Linked DNA regions of Sus scrofa: region 1 is linked to region 2. A link is a contact called in public HiChIP or PLAC-seq data. All regions are on one chromosome and are shown on one strand. Each heading gives the region's core, a stretch centred on a gene start, on an enhancer-like site or on the middle of the called end of the contact. The rest is flanking DNA. Distances are from core to core; before and after follow the strand shown.

Evidence for each region. HiChIP or PLAC-seq counts read pairs in DNA pulled down with a chosen protein or histone mark.
Region 1: a contact with region 2 is called in an H3K27ac HiChIP or PLAC-seq map of skeletal muscle. The contact joins two enhancer-like sites. A contact is called at or near these places in 1 of 47 Hi-C or Micro-C datasets (epiblast stem cells) and 1 of 2 datasets of contacts at active chromatin or transcription factors (skeletal muscle).

What each region holds. Positions count from the first base shown.
Region 1 is chr14:77,575,568-77,579,657 of Sscrofa11.1, forward strand. The region is part of intron 13 of KAT6B (histone acetyltransferase KAT6B); the gene reads left to right. Among named protein-coding and RNA genes, the nearest start is that of DUPD1, 65 kb to the right of the region's middle. Within about 2 kb of position 1,269, at least 3 of the 83 cell types and tissues checked have an H3K27ac peak or open chromatin away from gene starts, as enhancers often do. A contact at or near this core is called in skeletal muscle, where this site is marked.
Region 2 is chr14:77,506,894-77,511,626 of Sscrofa11.1, forward strand. All of the region lies in intron 3 of KAT6B (histone acetyltransferase KAT6B), which reads left to right. Among named protein-coding and RNA genes, the nearest start is that of KAT6B, 120 kb to the left of the region's middle. Within about 2 kb of position 3,053, at least 9 of the 83 cell types and tissues checked have an H3K27ac peak or open chromatin away from gene starts, as enhancers often do. A contact at or near this core is called in skeletal muscle, where this site is marked.

The sequences.
Region 1 (4,090 bases), core at 19-2,518, 67 kb after region 2:
GGAGGGTTTGTTTGTTTGTTTGTTTGTTTGTTTGTCTTTTTGCCTTTTCTAGGGCCGCTCCCGTGGCATATGGGGGTTCCCAGGCTAGGGGTCTAATTGGAGCTGTAGCTGCCGGCCTATGCCACAGCCACAGTAATACGGGATCCGAGCCGCGTCTGCCACCTACACCACAGCTCATGGCAACGCTGGATCCTTAACCCACTGAGCAAGGCCAGGGATTGAACCCTCAACCTCATGGTTCCTAGTCGGATTCGTTAACCACTGAGCCACGACAGGAACTCCCTGAACAGTGGACTTTGAGAGGGGCATCGCTCACTAACTGAAGGGGTAATCGCTGATGTCTTTTTATACTGCTACTCATGGTATTTCGTGTTTTTGTTTTTCCAACACCTAACTTCTAATGGTAGCCAATTTGGACTTTTAAGATCCCAGTAGTATTAAAAGCTGGATAGCTACATGACATCAAATCCATTGGCAAACCAGCCTGTCACTTGATTGAACACATCATCAGCCCAGCTCTTACCCCCAGCCTATATATTTGCTGCACAACTGTCAAAACGGGCTCATCAGGGGAGTCCCCTGGTGGCCTAGCGGTTAAGGATCCAGCATTGTCACTGCTGTGGCGCAGGGTCAGTCCCTGGCCAGGTAATTTCCATATGCCATTGGCACAGCCAAAAAACAAAATCAAAATGGGGTTCATCAGTAACCCTGTAGGGACACCACCATTTATTGCCAGAGGCTTTTTGCCTCAAATCTTGTTTGAAAGCTTATGGGAGATAAATAAAAAATCAGTGAAAAGCATTATTTTCAACTTCTATAGGCCAGTGGAATAGGACTGTTTTTCTAGATGACCCGAGGACAGCTAGAGATGGTTTCTTTGCTTCACATTTTCAACATTAGTTGGTCAGATTGGGTGATGGGCTGTGCTTTGATGTTGGAAAGTTATCTTAAAGACTGACAAATCCCTTTTGAAATGCACTTTCAACACAAAGAAGAATTTTTAGAGATATTTCTCTTCCCACTTTTTTCTTTCTTAAGGCTTGCTGTATTCTTGTGTTTGCTATGGAAGCCCATCAGCCAGGATTGAAATTACAACATCACTTGGTCCTATTTTTGAAAATTATAGCTGGTAAACACACACAAACACAGTATTTTAGGGAAGGTACGGGAGAGCAAAATGAAAAGGCAAGTTGCTCTTCTAACTGTCCTGCCTCCCAAACTTGGTTTTGAAATCAGTGGCCAGTGGCCATGCTGATCTAAATGCTCCCACTCTGTCGGCCAGGTAGGATTAGACTAGACAACTAGCTATTAGAATGACCTGTCTCAGCCACCCCCCAACCCCCGGAACCACAGAAGCTCAGTGGTCAAAAGTAAGTCCAGCTTTTGCTTTTAGTCTTTTCTTTAAAGAAGAGTTCAGTTCCCTTGTGGTACAGCCAGGTTAAGGATCCAGCATTGTTACTGCTGTGGCACGGGTTCAGTCCTAGACCTGGCAACTTCCACATGCCACACGCATAGCCAAAAAAAAAAAAAAGGAAGAGTTCAATTGTAATGTTTCACAGGTGAAGCACTATAAGTACATATAGTTACTTGCTCGGAGCAGATGCTTTATTTCAAGTGTGTATGGGTTTAATGCAGTGTGTTTACAATGTAACTTACTGGGATTTTATAACTTACATATGAAAATTTTATCCAGGTTTCAACTTGGAAGAAGTAAAATAGTTTCTGAAATAATTTTTCAGATTGAATCTCTAATGTGAACTTTTGTGAAATTTTTTTCTTTTTTTTTTTTGGTAAATGTGTTTTTCCTAAAACTTTCCGGAATTTAAAAGTGGTTTGATCTGTGGAAACAGACAAAAGGTCAAAGAGGAGGGCATTCTTCTGACATGTCTTTTAATTTGTTACTTCAAAGGTCACAGTACTGGTATTATATTACTGTTACCTAACCAGAAGTGCCTCTGAGTGATGAATCAGAGCTTTACTTAATTTGCATTAGGCAGTGGGCCACTTAAAGAATCTGGTTACTTCCCAAATATACTTAAGGAGAGATATTTTTAAAAAATTCTTGCCGGAGTTCCCGTCGTGGCACAGTGGTTAGCGAGTTCGATCCCTGGCCTTGCTCAGTGGGTTAACGATCCAGCATTGCCGTGAGCTGTGGTGTAGGTCACAGACGCGGCTTGGATCCTGCATTGCTGTGACCCTGGCTGGCAGCTACAGCTCCGATTAGACCCCTAGCCTGAGAACCTCCATATGCCGTGGGAGCAGCCCAAGAAATGGGAAAAGACAAAAAAAAAAAAAAAAAAAAAAAAAAAAAAAAATTCTTGCCTTTCACAAATGATTTTAGTGTGAGAATAAGGGAAATTGACAGAGTATATATAAATATCATCTCTCATTCCCTGATCATTTTATCCTTTATCAGAGGTGCCCCATTTTCCTAATAAGGAAAATGAGATAATCTATTTCCTATATGGTCCTCTTCTTAGAAAGAAAAACGCACCCGCCTAGTGACAAGGTCATGATCAGTGACATGCTAGTCTGTCACGGAGCTGTCTACCAAGTGACCATCTCCTCCGAAACCTCGACTCTTTAGATATCTCTGTTTCCCCCAAGATTCACCTTGCACTTGGATCTCTCACTAGGCACCACTGCTGCCACCACAGCCCTTGGGATGGAGGTGGGACAGCAGAATGGAGAAGTGTTGCACCCCCATTTAACATATTGACCAAGGTTTAGTGCCCAAGACCCTTTGCCTTAAATAATCCCGGATGCATCTGAGACCAGACTGGCTTGAGAGACAAGAGTTGAGATTGGGTAGGATACGGACATCTCTAGTTTTTAGAATATAGACATCTCTGATGTACAGCTGAGAACCAATGGGCTAGACCAGAGGATAGAAAAAGGACAAATAAAGAGAGATAGTGTCACTCAATTAGATTATTGGTTATCAAAATGCCATTGACTCATCTTTGGCCTGCACTGTCTCACAGGGGTTTTTCTCTAGCCCTGGTCACCCCCAGCTTAGGAACTCGATCATGGATGTTCATTCTCCTCAACACAAGAGCACCGCAGAAGGAAGAGGTCCCCTTTCCTACCAACCTATAGTGCCTCTTATGATCTCTTACACTGCATTCAATAAGTGCCATATTGTTTTAAAATAGTCACGGTCTTGCTGCCCATCTTTTAAAAATTCTTTTCATCTTTTATCTAATACAGATCATCTCAAAGTATGGTCCAGGTACCCCTAGGGATCCCTAAGGCCCTTTCAGGGAGTCTGCAAGGTCATAAGAGTTTTCAAAGTAATACTAAGATACTCCCTGTCCTTTTCATTCTCATTCTCCCCCAAGTGTACAGTGGAGTTGTCAAGAATTTCATGACCTGTAATATCACAGCAAATTGAATACCAAAATAGATAGTAGAATTTAGCTGTTTTCTCTTAAGCCTGTTGTTGAGAAGTTTTTCGAAAATGTAAAACAGTGCCACTCTTCTCACCATTTTGTTTTGTTTTGTTTTTTATTTTAGAAAATTATGTTAACATATAATTATGTTTGTATTTATTTGACAAATAAGTATTTGTCAGATTTCTCCCTAAAACTAATATATATAGCCCTTATAAACAGAAGCTCATAAATAATTTGTTTTTATTGTAAAGAGATCCTAACATGCAAAAGTTTGAGAATCACACATATTTAATATATAAACCCTTGCTAGTCAAGTGTGGTTCATGGTAGAGCAATTTGTTAGAAATGCAGAATCTCAGGCCCCATCCCAGACTTGTCGAATCAGAATCTAGTGGTATCTGGAGTTCCCGTGGTGGCACAGCAGAAACAAATCCAACTAGGAAACATGAGGTTGCAGGTTTGATCCCAGGCCTTGCTCAGTGGTTTAAAGATCTGGCATTGCCGTGAGCTGTAGTGTAGGTTGCAGATGCGGCTCGGATCTGGCGTGGCTGTGGCTGTGGCCGGCATCTGTAGCCCTGATTAGACCACTGGCCTGGAAACCTCCATATGCCAAGGGTGTGGCCCTAAAAAGCAAAAAAAAAAAAAAAAGAAAAAAGTCTAGTGGTATCAAGAGGTGATTATTTGCACAATGAAGT
Region 2 (4,733 bases), core at 1,803-4,302:
TGTAACTTACCAACTTTCCACAGAATATACTATTGAAGAAAGTAAGAAACACTTCTGTCCGTGGGATTATGTTGTCTCAAACGTGTTCTTGAACTGTATATGTACATGTATACTCTTTGCCCCTGCAGTTTGTAAACTCTTTAAGGCATGGGTTGTATGTTCTCATTTTTTTTAATCCTCTGTGGCATAGTGGATAGAGAGTCTGTGCTCTTGTCCACTTGAAGTAGCAGGTGCTGAAAAACTGTTGATTGGCTGGAATATCAGATTCAGTAGTAACGCACAGCTGTCAACATCTGAGCACTTACCACATGCTACAGCACTTATATATGCTATCTCATATAATTCCCACAACTGTTATCATTTCCATTTTACAGATGCAGCAGCTAAAGGGGGAGTCAAATACTTGGCTAAGGTCACACAACTAGATCTTGATAGAGCTGGGACTGAAACCCAGGGAAGCTAATTCCAGATTCTAGACCCTCAACACTGACTACAGTTTGTGTCAACAGCCTTTCAGAAACTTTCTGTAACAAGTTCTGAAAGCGTAGATGAAATATAAATTTTCTCTAAACCAAACCAAGTGGAAAACTAAAAGTAATCCTTAGGTGAGCTGATTTATGCTAAACAAGGGAAGGCCTTGGGAAGGTCTTGTTAGAAAATGAGAGAATGGAAGACCAAGCATGGTACTTACTGTCTGCTACCCGATGAGATAAATGTCTACTTAAGGCAGGGAACCCTTTCATGTTATACATGTACCACCTGAATGAGGACGGTAGTGTTATCAAGCTCTCACATCTCATTGCTGGGCGACATCAGGGAGCTCTTTTTTTAGGATAGCTGTCCATCTGTTCTCCTCCAGGAACTCCTGGATCTGTGCCACTGCCACTTGGCTGCTGGCTTCAAGAGAGCCTAAATCAGTGAGTTGCTCACACCAGGGAGAACAAACAGGCTCTTCTCCTTAAAGTGTCTGTAATTATATGACCATAATTAGAAATAAAACCTTCTTTATATAATTAGCAGCTCATGTGGAAAGACTTTCTGCTTACACACCATTTTATCCTCCATTGTTTCACATGCTAATGGGGGAAACAGGTTACTTGGCCTGACAATAGACCATTGAAATGCAGGGGAGAGGTCCAGATTCCCCACACTCTGTAATTTTGCTCTGTGGCCTTGGGGTCATCAAGTGCTTCATCAGCTTTTGGTTTGTAGTGTTGCATGGTGTGGCTAATACATATAGGAGGTGTTGCATATGACGACCTTCATTCCTGCTATTAGTTCCTTGAAAAAAGAGATAACTTAGGAATAAATAGCTCATGAGTAGAGACGCTAGTTTTGGTACTTGTGGTTCGGGTTCAAGTTTGTTGTCATTATTGTCAAAGATAATGTCATTTGGCGGTTCTACAATGTTCAAAGAGATGTAGGTCACTGTTTCTTTTTGTCTGATGCTTTGATTTTGAGTTGATGCTGATTAATTCATGAGCCCCAACTGCAAGGTAGATGTTCAGTATTGATTAGACACATGCCCCTGGTTGTTTGCTGTTAAAAAGGACTCAGTTGTGAAATACTCCTAAAGCTAAATCAATAAGCTACTAAAGTTGTTTTTCTCCCATAAATGTTTGCATTTTATCCCTTTAACTAAATGAGAAGGACTCTGAAGGATTTCAATGATCTGGACTGTTAAGAAAACCAGCTGTAATTTTGGAGCGGTTATGCTCGTATGTTAACTGGTCCAGGTGAGTATAAATTATTCATATGTACATCTTAGCTGAGGAGAACTCTGGCTTAATGAAGGAGACAACATAACAATTTTCTCTGGGAAATTATCATCTTTTTTCTGGTGACATGGGTAGAGAACTTTGCTCAGAGCACACCCAAATACTAATAAAAATTTCAAGGCCACTTGAGACATAGTTCCTCACAGTGCAAGGGTTTAAAAATGTCTACAGTTTCTCCAGTGCTCATGACCAGTAATTGCTAAGCAATTAGCTTAGCTCTACTGGCAGAGTCATTAGGCAGTTTTCTGCCTTGGCAATTTTTTCTGAAGACTTTATTAAATTTAGAGCAATTTCTGTCTGGCTTTTCCTCCTCAACGTACAGACTTGTCCAGAAAAGCACAGGTCTTTATGAAATCCACTGAACTCAGTAGCTTCCAGGCCTGTCATTCTGCCCTGCTTGCTTTCCCTTCCAGGTTCCTAGAATGGGCTGTTACCTCCTGCCGGGTGGACTTCCTGACCACGCCGCCCCCTTCCTTAAATCTTTACAGTGGCTTCTTATTTCCTTTTGCATCTACTCTGGCTGTTCTCCCCGGGCATCAAAGCCAGGCACCAGCAAGCTCTGGATTATCTCATTTCCCTCATCTGCTGCTCAGGTTCCCAGCCTTCTCTCTCTCCATTCCTTTTTAAGTTTCTCTAGGTAGCACCTTCCTTGTAAACTCATTTCATCCGCCCTCTGAGCCATCTCCCAAGCACCTACATTTTCTTAGATTCTCTTCTTGACAGACTATCCTTTTTTCTTCTGTTCTACATAACTCCTGTAAAAGTCCTTTTGAATTAAGTAGAGAACTGCTGATGGTCTCCTCTTCATCTCCTCTCACAATAAAAGACCTCCTGTGGCTTCTGCCTCTAATATCCCCCTCCATTATAAACTCACCTCCACTTGCCACTTCCAAACTGACCCTTGCCCTTGACTTATGTGTATATCCCATCCCTGCTCTGGTTACTGTCACCTAATTTAGAGACTCAAGCGAGTGTGAATAAAGCAGGTTCTGAGGTCAACCGCCTGACTTGGAATCTGAGCTCTGCCACTTGCAGCTGTGCTCCTTCTACCTGTCATTCAACCTTTCTGTGCTGCAGTTTCCTCAATAAGACTGAACAGTCAGAACACCTAGCCGAGATTGTTGAGATAATTTAAGCACTTCATACAATATCTGGCACACAGTCAATATGCAGTAAATGTTAATTGTTATTGGAGTTCCCGCCATAGTGCAGTAGTTTAAGGAGACGGCATTGTCTCTGCAGCAGTTCAGTTCCCAGCCTGGCACAGGATCTGGTGTTGCTAAAGCTGTGGTGTAGTTTGCAGCTGTGGCTCAGATTCCATTCCTGGCTTGGGGACTTCCATATGCTGCTGGTGGGGCCAAAAAAAACAAAAACAAAAACAAAAAACAAAAAACAAAACCCTGTTTTTATTTTTTTTCCCTTTTATTTTTCTTTTTTAGGGCTTCATTTGCAGCATATGAAAGTTCCCAGGCTAGGGGTGAATCAGAGCTGCAGCTGCCAGCCACAGCCATAACAATGCGGAATCCAGGCCCTGTCTATAACCTACACCACAGCTCACAGCAACACCAGATCCTTAACCCACTGATCAAGGCCAGGATTGAACCCACGTTCTCACGGATACTAGTCGAGCTTGTTAGCACTGAGCCACAACAGGAACTCCATAGCTGTTATTATTATTTCTTTAACTGGAGTGAGAGAATGAAGAGCACATGTCTATCTTAGAAATCTGTATGCACACACACATATACCCGTACATGTGTGTACCTATATACATGTGTGCACAGCACATCTACATTCACATATAATTATAGGGTTTGGAAAAAACATTGAGAATAATCTTTTTTAGAAAATGAAAAATTTCATGTTTTTAAATGCAAAACACATAAAGTTGAACAAAATCTTGGCTGATGAGGCAACAGAGATGGGAAATACACTGTTCCATTTGTTTTTTGCACACCTACTAAAGATCTGACATTAGTGGTTTGTCTTTGTTTAAAATCACTAGAACCCCATATGCATATATGGGCACTTGGTTGCCTTTGAGTGATAATGAATAGGGTGACAGATTTGCCTTAGGCAAGTTTCAAAAGCAGGAGCTAGTCCAACCAAATCTTAAGTAAATGAAAGAGAAACTAATTTTTAAAAGAAGACTAATGTGAGGAGACCATTCTTTTTTAAAATGGCTGTATAGGAGTTCCCATTGTGGTTCAGTGGTTAACAAATCTGACTAGGTTCAATGAGGACTCAGCTTCGATCCCTGGCCCCACTCAGCGAATTAAGGATCCGGCTTGCCGTGATCTGTGGTGTAGATCGAAGATGCGGCTCAGATCTGGCATTGCTGTGGCTACGGTGTAGGCCAGCGGCTATAGCTCCATATGCTGCAGGTGTGGCCCTAAATAACCACCCCCCCCAAATGACTGTATAAAGAATAAATAAGTAAAAATGACTATAGAGAGGAACTATACAGATAAATCTGTCATGAGTTTATGCATACCCCTTTAAAGGATATAGTTTCAGTACAGTTATTATTAAGCATGAGGATAATTAATTGCTTTGTTCTCCTAATTTTTTTTGCTTGTAAATAATCTGTTAAGGAATTTTATAAACATACTGATGTAATCCTGGGCTGGTGTGTATATTTTCTAAGAATACTTACCAGACTTATGTTGATTATTTATAGCCAAAAATGTTGACGATAGATATCACTTACTCCTGATTTACCAGGGATGTGTCAATGAAACATTTATTTAGAAAACAGAAATAATTTTAGGTGGGAAAATTGAATCTCTTAAAAACAATAATGAATGATTTAATATACCTGTGTTTTTTGAGTAATATTGGAAGACCCACGAATATGTAGTATTCACATGACTTTATATATATATATATAATATAACATATATATTTAGTGCTATTACCCATATCTTAGAGGTTGCTACTCTTGTAGATGTAAAA